Regions from separate parts of the Ovis aries genome. Here region 1 is linked to region 2. Evidence: chromatin contacts called from public Hi-C data. All regions are on one chromosome and are shown on one strand. Each heading gives the region's core, a stretch centred on a gene start, on an enhancer-like site or on the middle of the called end of the contact. The rest is flanking DNA. Distances are from core to core; before and after follow the strand shown.

Region 1 (4,752 bases), core at 254-2,753, 180 kb before region 2:
GATTTCAAAAACATCAAAGAAGTGTGAGAGCCTCTCAGTTTCTCTGGAGGTCCCAAACCAAGTTCTTCTGATTCAATGAAATCAGCTCTTTAAATTGCAGGAGGCTTATTTTCCCTTGGAAATCATTTACAAATAACATAATGCCTAAAGAAAAAAAAAAAAAAAAAGGAAAATTTCCAATTCCTCACAGTCAAAGCAAAAAGATATAAACCCGAGGTCCAGTTTTATACATGCTCAGTACAGAATTGGGTAATTATTCCATATTTTGCAAGACGCAACCAGTTGCAACTGAAATTCCAAAGCCATCTCTGTGAAATGCTTCGCTTGTCTTTCACGAGAGGCTGTTACAGCATAAGCAACAACAAGCCAGAAGAGGCTGCTATCTCTTGGGCCTGTGTGTCTGGCCTCTGACACACCAGTGTTATCGCACCAGCTGCAGGCTCCACCATTAAGTCTTTTCCTTACGTAAGGGTCAATTTCACGGCCAAATCCACCTAGTCATCTTGCAGTGCTGGTCATGGGACCTTAGAAGGAACAGCTCCCCAATGGGGATGGGAAGCTCACAGGCACTGGCCCGCAGCTGATGCCAAGCTTCCCAACCCAGGCTCCCTCCGGTCTTTGCCAAGAGTCTGCCTGGAGGGCTCAATTGCTCGGTCCCCACTGCTGCAATGACAGCAACTTGTCAGCACCCCGGATGCTGTGCGGAGGATGGGAGCGGGAGCGGGGTGAGGACATGGGGGCCCCTCTGCGAAACACAACGCCAGAAAGGACAGAAGGATGAGTTTATTGTGACCAGCGGTCCCCGAGCTACAAGGAACCTCAGGGCTTTCATGCTCGGGGAGACACGAACTCGAGCTCTGCTCTCAAAGCCGTATTCACACTGAGAGTGGTGGCCAGCAGTAGGGGATTACCCGCCCGGGGCGAGGTAAGAAGACCTTAGGCTCCGCCGCCGGCAGGCCGGCCGCGGGAAGCGCCACGAGCTCACTCCCGGGAGGCGTCACAAAGGGCCGCGGCCTGCAGAGGCCGCGCGCGCAGCTCTCTTGGGGCGGAGCCGCCGGGCCGGGGCTGGGGCTGCGCCCGGGCCGCCGAGGCTGCCAGCCGTCGCGGGTGCCCCCAGCCTCCCAGCCCGGAGATCGCCGGGGCGGGGAGGATGCAGCAGCTGCAGCCCGAGCGGCCGAGCCAAACCTCCGAGCTCCCCGGCCCCCGCCGCGGCGCAGGGGCGCCGAGCGTGGTGCGGCCCGGGCGGAGCTAGAGGCGGGCGTCTGCACCGCGTCGTCCCACCCGCAGCTCCCCGCCTCCGGCCGGGCCCGGCAGCCTGTCGCGGCCGAGGTCCTGACTCGCGGGCGCACCCGCAGGGTTGGCTAGGCGCCGCGCGGCGTGGAGAGGCCCGAGCAGTCCACTAGCGCGGGACGCCGGTCCCGCGGGGCGCGCGCCGGGGCGCTCCTCCCTCCCGCCCAGCTCCGCGTCACCGCGCGGTCCTCCCCCGGCCCCTCCTCCCACCCACCCCGGAGGATGCGCTCCCCCGCGCCCAGCGGCAGAGGCCACCGCTCCCAGAAATGCGAGCTCCCGACGCCCTTCTCCGGGACCCGAGGAGCCGGCGCCCCCGCCCTGCAGTAGGTAGGTGGCGAGGCGGGCGCCGGCCCTGGCCGCCACCCGCGGCTGATGCTGCCGCTGCGGAGGGGCGGGGGGCCGGGGCCGGGACCCGCGAAACTTGCCTCGCGCCGGAGCTCGGTGCGGCGCCCGGAGGTGTTCTAATGGCGCTGGGCGCAGCACCCCCCCTGTTAACCTGACAGCCTCCTCTTGAGCTCGGCAGGCCGAGCGGTGGCGAAGGAGAGCGTGACCCTTCCCCGTCCAGCCCCTGGGCCCGGAGGGGCCCGCGCTGCTTGCAGGGGCGGGGAGGATGGATTGGTGTGAGGATTATTGGGGGATGGAGAGAGGGAGCACGGCCGAATTTTCAGGAACTCAGGTGGATAAATGTCACCGTATTTTTTCGGCCTGATGAACAGATGCCTTCTTTCTGTATTCTCCCAATGTGCAGCCACGCAAAGAGTTATTCTAGCGGCAGGTAGAAGTCACTCAGGATTTTGATGTATTTCGGAGCTAGCTGATTGATAACGTGAAAGTGACGTCTCAGATTCTTGTACTCAGTCATTTAGGGCCAGTTGGAGAAGGCCCCTTTAGAAATCAGATATTCAGGAGCTAGATGAGGCTGGGGAATTCTCGTGCTGCTTACCTGGGAGCGAGCCTTCAGCTTTCCTGAAGAGATGTGTTTGGAAGCATGGCAAGTTTGATACAGGTGTAGGGAGTTTAGAATCTGCTGGAAAGATGCTCGGAGTCGGCCAGCAGAGGCAGCCTTGGGCGCAGCCTAGCTTCCAGCTAGATGTTAATAAGGTTTGTACTTTTGAGAAACTGGCTATAAATTGTTTCTTCTCTCCCATGTACGATGTAAAGTTCGTACATCAGAACGAACGATAACCTTTTGGCAAGATTCTCTCTTCACAGGCTATCATGTTTAAATTTCGTATTAAGCAGTAAAGTTAAGAGAGGGAAACTGGATCATTGTACGCTCCGATTTTATTAACGTATTAAGGTTGAGAGCTACAGGAGGATAGAGACTTCCTCTTGTTCAGTCTCCTAATCCCCTGGTCTGATACATAATAGGTTCTCGTGGGTTATTTGTTGAATGAGCTGTGTTTCAGGCTTCATCGAAAGACAGTTTAGGTTTAAAACATATTGTTTACTCTATGGTGCTTGAAGCTTAACTGTATTTTTAAAATTACTTCTTGGCATAAATAGTCAAAATCAGTTATGTCAACATTTAAGTTGAATTTTGACATTTTTAAGACCATATGTTTTCCTTCTTTAATGTGTTGTTAAATAAGGTAATTCTCCCCAAATGCTAATATAATTTCATTTTTAAGCTGGCACATTTTTTCTAATGGGTAATCAAACCTATTTTAATTAAACTCTAAAACACACTTAAAAAGTGGCGACTTGTGTAAAGGAAATTTCAGGTTACTCCAGGAATAACAGCGATTTGGTTAATAAGTGACATATTAACTTATTTTAGGGTTGAGTTGTTGTGGTTGACCTAATTATAATGTATTTATTACAGGTAAAGGTGAAAATAAAACATTTAGAAGAGTCTGTAATTCCTAAATGATTCAAAATACGTGATATAGATACACGTTTTCAACAGTATGGGTTTCCCTCAGTATATAAACATAGCAGTTTTCAAGCTCGAGAACTAAAGTGGTTGTGAAATCAAGGGTTTGGAAGATTTGTTTCCTTTCTCCTTTTAAATTTTATATTATCTTGAAATCATCAAGGATAACTGCATTACATTTGATTTGCTTTATTTTTGCACTATGGTATTTCCAGTTTTGTTTTTATTTTTCCATTATGTAAGTTTTATGAGTCAGAATTAACCTTTTTTCACTTTGTTTAACAAAATTGTCTGCGAATGATCCAGTCACTTATTATCTTTCCTTTTTCTTCCTTTCCTTTTTTATCATTTTAATACTCTTCACCATCCTTATTACATATTACCCCAAAGACTTATTTCCACAAAAATATGGTAAGCCCTAGTTTATTACTATTGCTCCTCCAGCCTACATGGGCTCTTGCTGGATGGTGAGGAAATAACACTTTTATGTAAAAGGTGGCGAGACTGGGTGAATCAACAGTAGGAGGGAGCTTATGAAAAATACGTTATGATTTATTTGAACAGAGCAAAAATTCTGTCATGACATAAAGATAGCTACATTTTATGCATGTTAAATTTGTGGTCAAGGATATTGAGCAGTTAATTTACACCATTCTACTTTGCTCATTCTAAACTTCTTAAAAGAACCCTCCCCTGCAGTTACATTAAACTCTCTTTGTTGCAGATAGCTTGATTGTGCTGGCACTCTTGGCCTTGGAATCAGTTCCTAATGTCAGAATGAAAGAGGCATTTTTCCCTCTGAGACCTGCATCCCAGAGCACAGTGCCTCTGCAGTTGAATGACTCACTACCTGGGTCCTGACCACTGAGCCCCCTAGCACTTTGCCTCCACATACACCACTGGAATTCAATCCTAAGACCTGGATTTATTCTATCTTATTTTTCTATATCTTTCCTAAGTTTTATTAACCAAAACCCCTGTCCCCTTCTTTGCTAAATGTCGCTTGTGTGTGTGAGACCTAAGTAGCTTCAGTTGTGTCCAACTCTTTGCGACCCCATGGACTGTAGCCATCCAGGCTCCTCTGTCCATGGGATTCTCCAGGCAAGAACACTGCAGTGGGTTGCTATGCCCTCCTTCAGATCTTCACAACCCAGAGATGGAACCCACATCCCCTTTGCCACCTGCACTGGCAAATGGGTTCTTTACCAGTAGCGACTGCTGGGAAGCCCGCTAAATGTCCTTACTGTCTTTTTTTTTTTTTTAATCCCAATCCATAATTTTGTTATTGTTTACATCCAGTAACATCCACTCAATTCACCTGTGTTAGAACGAGCATTGTTATGGTTGCAGAAAAAATAGAGAAAAGAAAATTTATATAACCTTGAGTTTCAAACGTGGGTGACTAGTGGATGAAGAATAATTGTGGTATGCTAATTTCTCTTTAATGGTGGTATGGAGTGCCGGGGACTATGACTTGTCTGCTCATAAATTTATCAGAAGCTTATATGAGAGAAATGTTTATATAGAGAGTTGGCTGAACAAAGGCTGTGATGTCCGCCCATTCCCCTCCAGTTCTAGGTGTTAGG
Region 2 (4,939 bases), core at 1,405-3,904:
AAATAAATTGGGGACAGTTGCCACCCCTTCCCTCTCTGCTAGTCACGCTTGCACTTTCCAGGGGGCTATTACAATGCTTTAACCTGAATCCCCTATACAACGACCCAAGGCACGGGGCACGCTATGTTAAACTGCACAAATAGTACTTGTTTCATATGCCTACCCCCCAACCCCCGGCAACTGGAGACAGAATTACACCAGATATTCTGCCTCTTATGTAGGGAGAAACTGTACTTACAACCTCCCGTGTCCTGTTTCAAACTATGGCTCCGTCTTCCTAAACAACATGGAAGGGGAGTGTGAATGGTTGAAAGAAATATCTCATCCACCTGTCAATCCAATTCAACCTGCCTGTGGGACATCGAGCAAATAATGAGCTGGACTACAGTTGTCAACTCTGACAAAACCAACCAGATCACACTGAAGCATTTCATGAAGACCTTTATAACGTGATATAATCTAAATTACCAACATAAAGATTTGTGGTCTCCTAGTTGCATATGTACTAGCAACAGCTATGTCCTTCAGGGACTATCAGGTCTGAACAATCGTAAGACATTCAGAAGGGTTTGCCCCCTTGAAGGGTTTGTTTTCCTCTGAAGACACCCAAAACATCGTGTTATGGAGTTATGCCAGGCCATGCCCTTTTCCCAAGGCCTTCATACTATGGTCTGTAAATGCACTGATGATGTCCACTTCGTGTGAGAGTGTCCTGTATGGTCTATAGGGATAAGAGGGATATTATCTATAATAGGACCAGGCTGGCTCACTCCCAAATCTGGAGAGCAAAAGGAATGATCTTAGCACAGGGCAGGGCTAGTCATAGGACAGGCAGCTCTACACGGAGGCTTAACTTATCATGAAGTAACACTGGGAAATTTCACCCGGACAGTGTGGTTGTGTGATGGAACTGATAGAACAAGCCTTAATGGGACCTAAGACCTCTCTTGTCTCTTTAGCTAATATAGTTCTTCATAATCGCCTGGCTCTTTGTTACTTTCTGGCAGAACAAGGCAGAGTTTGTTTGGTAACTAATACTTCCTGCTGTGCCTGGATCAGTGCAACAGGACAGGTGGATGTTAATATTAAAGAAATACTCACCCATGCAGAACGGCGTCACAATTGTGGCAAGAGCAACACAATCTCACTGTCTGGTCAACACTGACAGGAGCCCTACTCCCAAAGTTAACTTGGTTTCTTCCATTTCTAGGCCCGTTAGTGGCTTTTTTCGGCTCTTGTCTGGTTAATCTTTTGGTTAACTTTGTATCTTCTAGGCTCCAGCAATTTCAAGTTAGGCTCATTATGACTCAAGGGTTTCAATCCATTCCAGCAGAGGGTGGCCCAGGTCCCTACATGTCCTTGAAACAGTCAGCAAGGGACTTCTAAACCTCTAATGTAAGCTAGGGTCTGAGACCCCTTGTCCAGCCAGAAGATGCTTCAGAAGAGGAAAACTTCAGCCCCTTAACCCTTAAAAATAAGGGGTGCAAAAGCTCACAGCGGGGGAATGAGAGAGACTGAGGACTTGGGACCCTTTGCTACAGTGTTTGCATGTGGACAAATGTCTGCTTGAGCAACAGAATATAAAGAAACTAAAGGACTAAAAATAACTGCTTGCAAGTTTTGAGCAAGCTCTAGGGAGTTGGTGATTGACCCAGAAGCCTGGCATGCTGCAGTCCATGGGGTCACAAAGAGTTGGACAGGACTGAGGGACTGAACTGAACTGAAGTACAGCCTGAACAAGTTATAAGCAACAAGGTACAAAAAGACCAAAAACCCAGCTGCTACTTCTGCGATGTCCTGAGCAGAAAGAGGGTGTTAGTATTACTCATGATCCCTGCACACAGCACCCTCAAGAGGGTGGGGGTGGTTGGGCCGACCTACTAAGCCACGTCCCCCCCCACCCCCGCCCGCCGATAGACCCCCAGATCTGGCCCGGCCCTCATCCCATTTAAGGGACCAACTCATGCGCCCCTCCCAACCCAGGGAGCCAGCAAGGGAATGTGTTACTCATTTTTCGCTCTTTCCCGAAGCACAACTCCCAAGAAAGCCCTGCCTGAATTTCTTGTCAATTTCTTGAAGTTTCTAGGTCAATTCCTCGTCAATTTCTATGAAGTTCCGGAATATGTCAGACTATAAACTACAGGATTCCGCATTTATCTGTGTATGAAGAATGAGATAAAGCCCACTATTTTGATCTAGCTGGTGCTGTCAATAATAACAACAAAAGGTAAAAACAGGTGTGAAGTTCTGTTTTGATATTTTGAGCCTTATCACCTAAAATTATCATGGTATTAAATGGATACCCAAAGTATCGAAAATAGTCTGTGTAGAAAACAAAGCTCTAGAAATGTTCATTCTCGTAAAACCTACGAATTAAAAAAAAATTTTTTTTTTAAAATTTTAAGACATCGCTATACACTCGAGGTACTTTATGTTACTGGGCTCAGGGAGAAGACCTTCAATAAGTTCCAGTTGGCCCCCGGGTAGAGCGCGAACGTGAGGTCATCGCGGCGTGGGGCGCGAGCCGGCGTTGTGGCGGAAGTCCTGCGTCGTTACCACCGAGACGCACGGGGATGGGCGGCTGCCGCCGGCGGCGGCGGCTCTTCCGTGCCGCGTCCTTGCGCGCCCCCGAGTGGCAGTCAGCGTGAAGGCCAGCCTCTGGCTTCTGCGGCTTCGCGGCGAGTCGCCTTGCGGCTCCGGTGGCCCTGGATCCGCGCGGTGCCCAGTCCCTGCCCGGCCCAGCGCCAGACAAGGGGCGACGCCTCGAGGTAAAATCTAGGAGGTGCAGGAGGCGAACTCTGCAGGAGGCCCTGTTGTCCCGGAGAAGCCTCTCAGCGGCGCAGACGAGCGGGTGCGATGATGGAGGAGGAGGAATGCGGTTTAGGGAAGTCGTGTGCCCGCTCTGAGCCAGTGGCGGCTGCCCAACCGGCGGGATCCCCAGGGGAGACCCCCGCGGTCACCGCAGAGTCCCCGGAGCTCGCGAACTACAGTAGCAAGTGCGTGTTCTGCCGGATCGCGGCGCACCAGGACCCCGGCACCGAACTCCTGCACTGTGAGGTGGGCTGCGACGCGCGACCCGGCGCGGGTGGGATCCGGAACGCCCTCGGGGGGCTCCGCTTAGGGCGCCTCAGCTTAGGGGGGCCTCGCCGGCGTGGATCGGGTGGGGACGGTCCTGCGTAAATGGAGCTGGAGGAGGCTGGGTGTCCTAGTGATAGAGACAGGCTTGTTTCTCTAGGCGCCGGGAGTGTCGCCAGCCTCGTTTACTGTTCTAAGGGGAGAAAATGTAGAGATAAAACCTCTCTCCGCAGCTGCCAAGGTGGTCGGTGGACAATAGTGACCTCTGATTTTATTAAAGGAACCTCCCCCTGCCCCACCTCCCCCCACTCTTCTAGACACTGCCTTTACATTCTGCAAATACTGATTCTGAAAACAAACTAGTAGAAAATAGATAATGGTGACTGTGACAAGCCCATTTGTTAGATCCGCTGAAAATAGGCTGGCAGAAGTGGTCCGTGGTCACACTATTAGTTAATGCATTCTGATTTCCACAGTTCCTTAGAAGTGTTATTATCAGTTGGGGAAATTTTCAAAGCATTTAGACTTTGCTCAGATATTTTAAAACAGGTATCGGGTAGGTACTTTCGTCTACCTGCTTGACTCGCCTTTAAAGAAACAGTCTTTTGAAAGAATCAGCTCCAAAGATTCTGGGCTTTGTTTTTGTTTTGTAATAATCATTCATTGGTTAAAAGTAAATTGAATTCCTTCTAAGCACTGTTGGAGATTCAGTGCTGAGCAAGGTAAATAAAGGCCAGCAGTCCCTGTCTACATTTTATAACATAAAGGGTGGAGTCAGTACCGACAGAAGAGGCAGCTGATAGTGTGCTCCGTGCTATGGTGAGATGGTTTTACCACCTGCAGTATTTTGCAAGGCCCGTGGGAGGGGCACCTGACCAGATTTGAAGGGTTAGGGAAGACCTTCCAGAGGAAGTGAGACATGAAAAAATAAGCATGGTCAGGTGAGGAGGAGGAGAGAACAATGTCTTGGGTAAAGAGAACCTTCCGCGGTTTGGTCTCTGCCACAGGCGAATAGAAATTCAATCTAACTGGAGCATAGAGTTTGAAGGGGTGAGTGGTAAAAACTGAGGGTGGAGAGGTAGGCGAGGGCCAAGTTATTAAGGCTGTTGTACTTCATGTTAAGCAGTTTGGGCTTTATATGAAGAGTGAGGGGAAGGAAGCGCCACAGTTTATTGCTACTGTTCATGCTGAGTTGGAAGAAAAGGGTTGAGGTCCATGAAAACGTTTGATCTTTGAAAGATCATCTGGTACCCTGGGGAAGGGTGATTTGGAGAGGGCCAGGCTGGAGGCATAGAGACTGGTTATGAAGCTGTTGAGGTAGTCTAGCCTGATTTAAAATGTAGTAATGGGGATGAAGAAAAGCAGATCAATTTAGGAATAATTAGGAGTCTGACAATGGAGAGGTCTGCATCGCTAGCCCAGATGATAGGAACTGCCAGCTTATAGGTGGAAATTGAAAAGAGGGAAATTAATAAGATCACCTAGGACATATTTTTAGGGTAGTGAAGGGATCCCTGCACAGAACTCTAAAGAACACTAACATCGTAAGAGAAAGGCAGAGGATGAAGACCTGAAAAGGGGACAGAGAAACTAGGAAAGCGAAGAGAGAGGAATATGTTGAGAAGATAGGAACTGGCAGCAATAGCTACCTTCCCTCATCCTCATATCTGGGTTGGATGACTCTCCAGTATGCATGCAGAGAGACCAACTTAGATTAGAACTAGTTTTGTCCCCGGGGTAATGACCGCTGACCTTCAGGAGAACAACTGCAGTGCAGTGATGAGGCAGTGGGCAGATCGTTGATAAAAACCTTGAGATTCAACCTAAAACATTGAAGACAGCAAAGACAGACGACTTCTGAAGG

Evidence for each region. A called contact is a pair of places that touch in the nucleus more often than the background predicts.
Region 1: a contact with region 2 is called in a Hi-C map of hypothalamus, with 5 times the contacts expected there. The contact joins the promoter of NCOA7 here to the promoter of HINT3 in region 2. A contact is called at or near these places in 7 of 16 Hi-C or Micro-C datasets (hypothalamus, liver, mixed tissues and 4 more).

What each region holds. Positions count from the first base shown.
Region 1 is chr8:12,744,439-12,749,190 of ARS-UI_Ramb_v3.0, reverse strand. It overlaps NCOA7 (nuclear receptor coactivator 7), which reads left to right and starts at 1,503. Exons shown (of 15, transcript XM_060419203.1): 1 at 1,503-1,617.
Region 2 is chr8:12,569,719-12,574,657 of ARS-UI_Ramb_v3.0, reverse strand. It overlaps HINT3 (histidine triad nucleotide binding protein 3), which reads left to right and starts at 2,654. Exons shown (of 5, transcript XM_027972326.2): 1 at 2,654-3,057. The coding sequence starts at 2,857.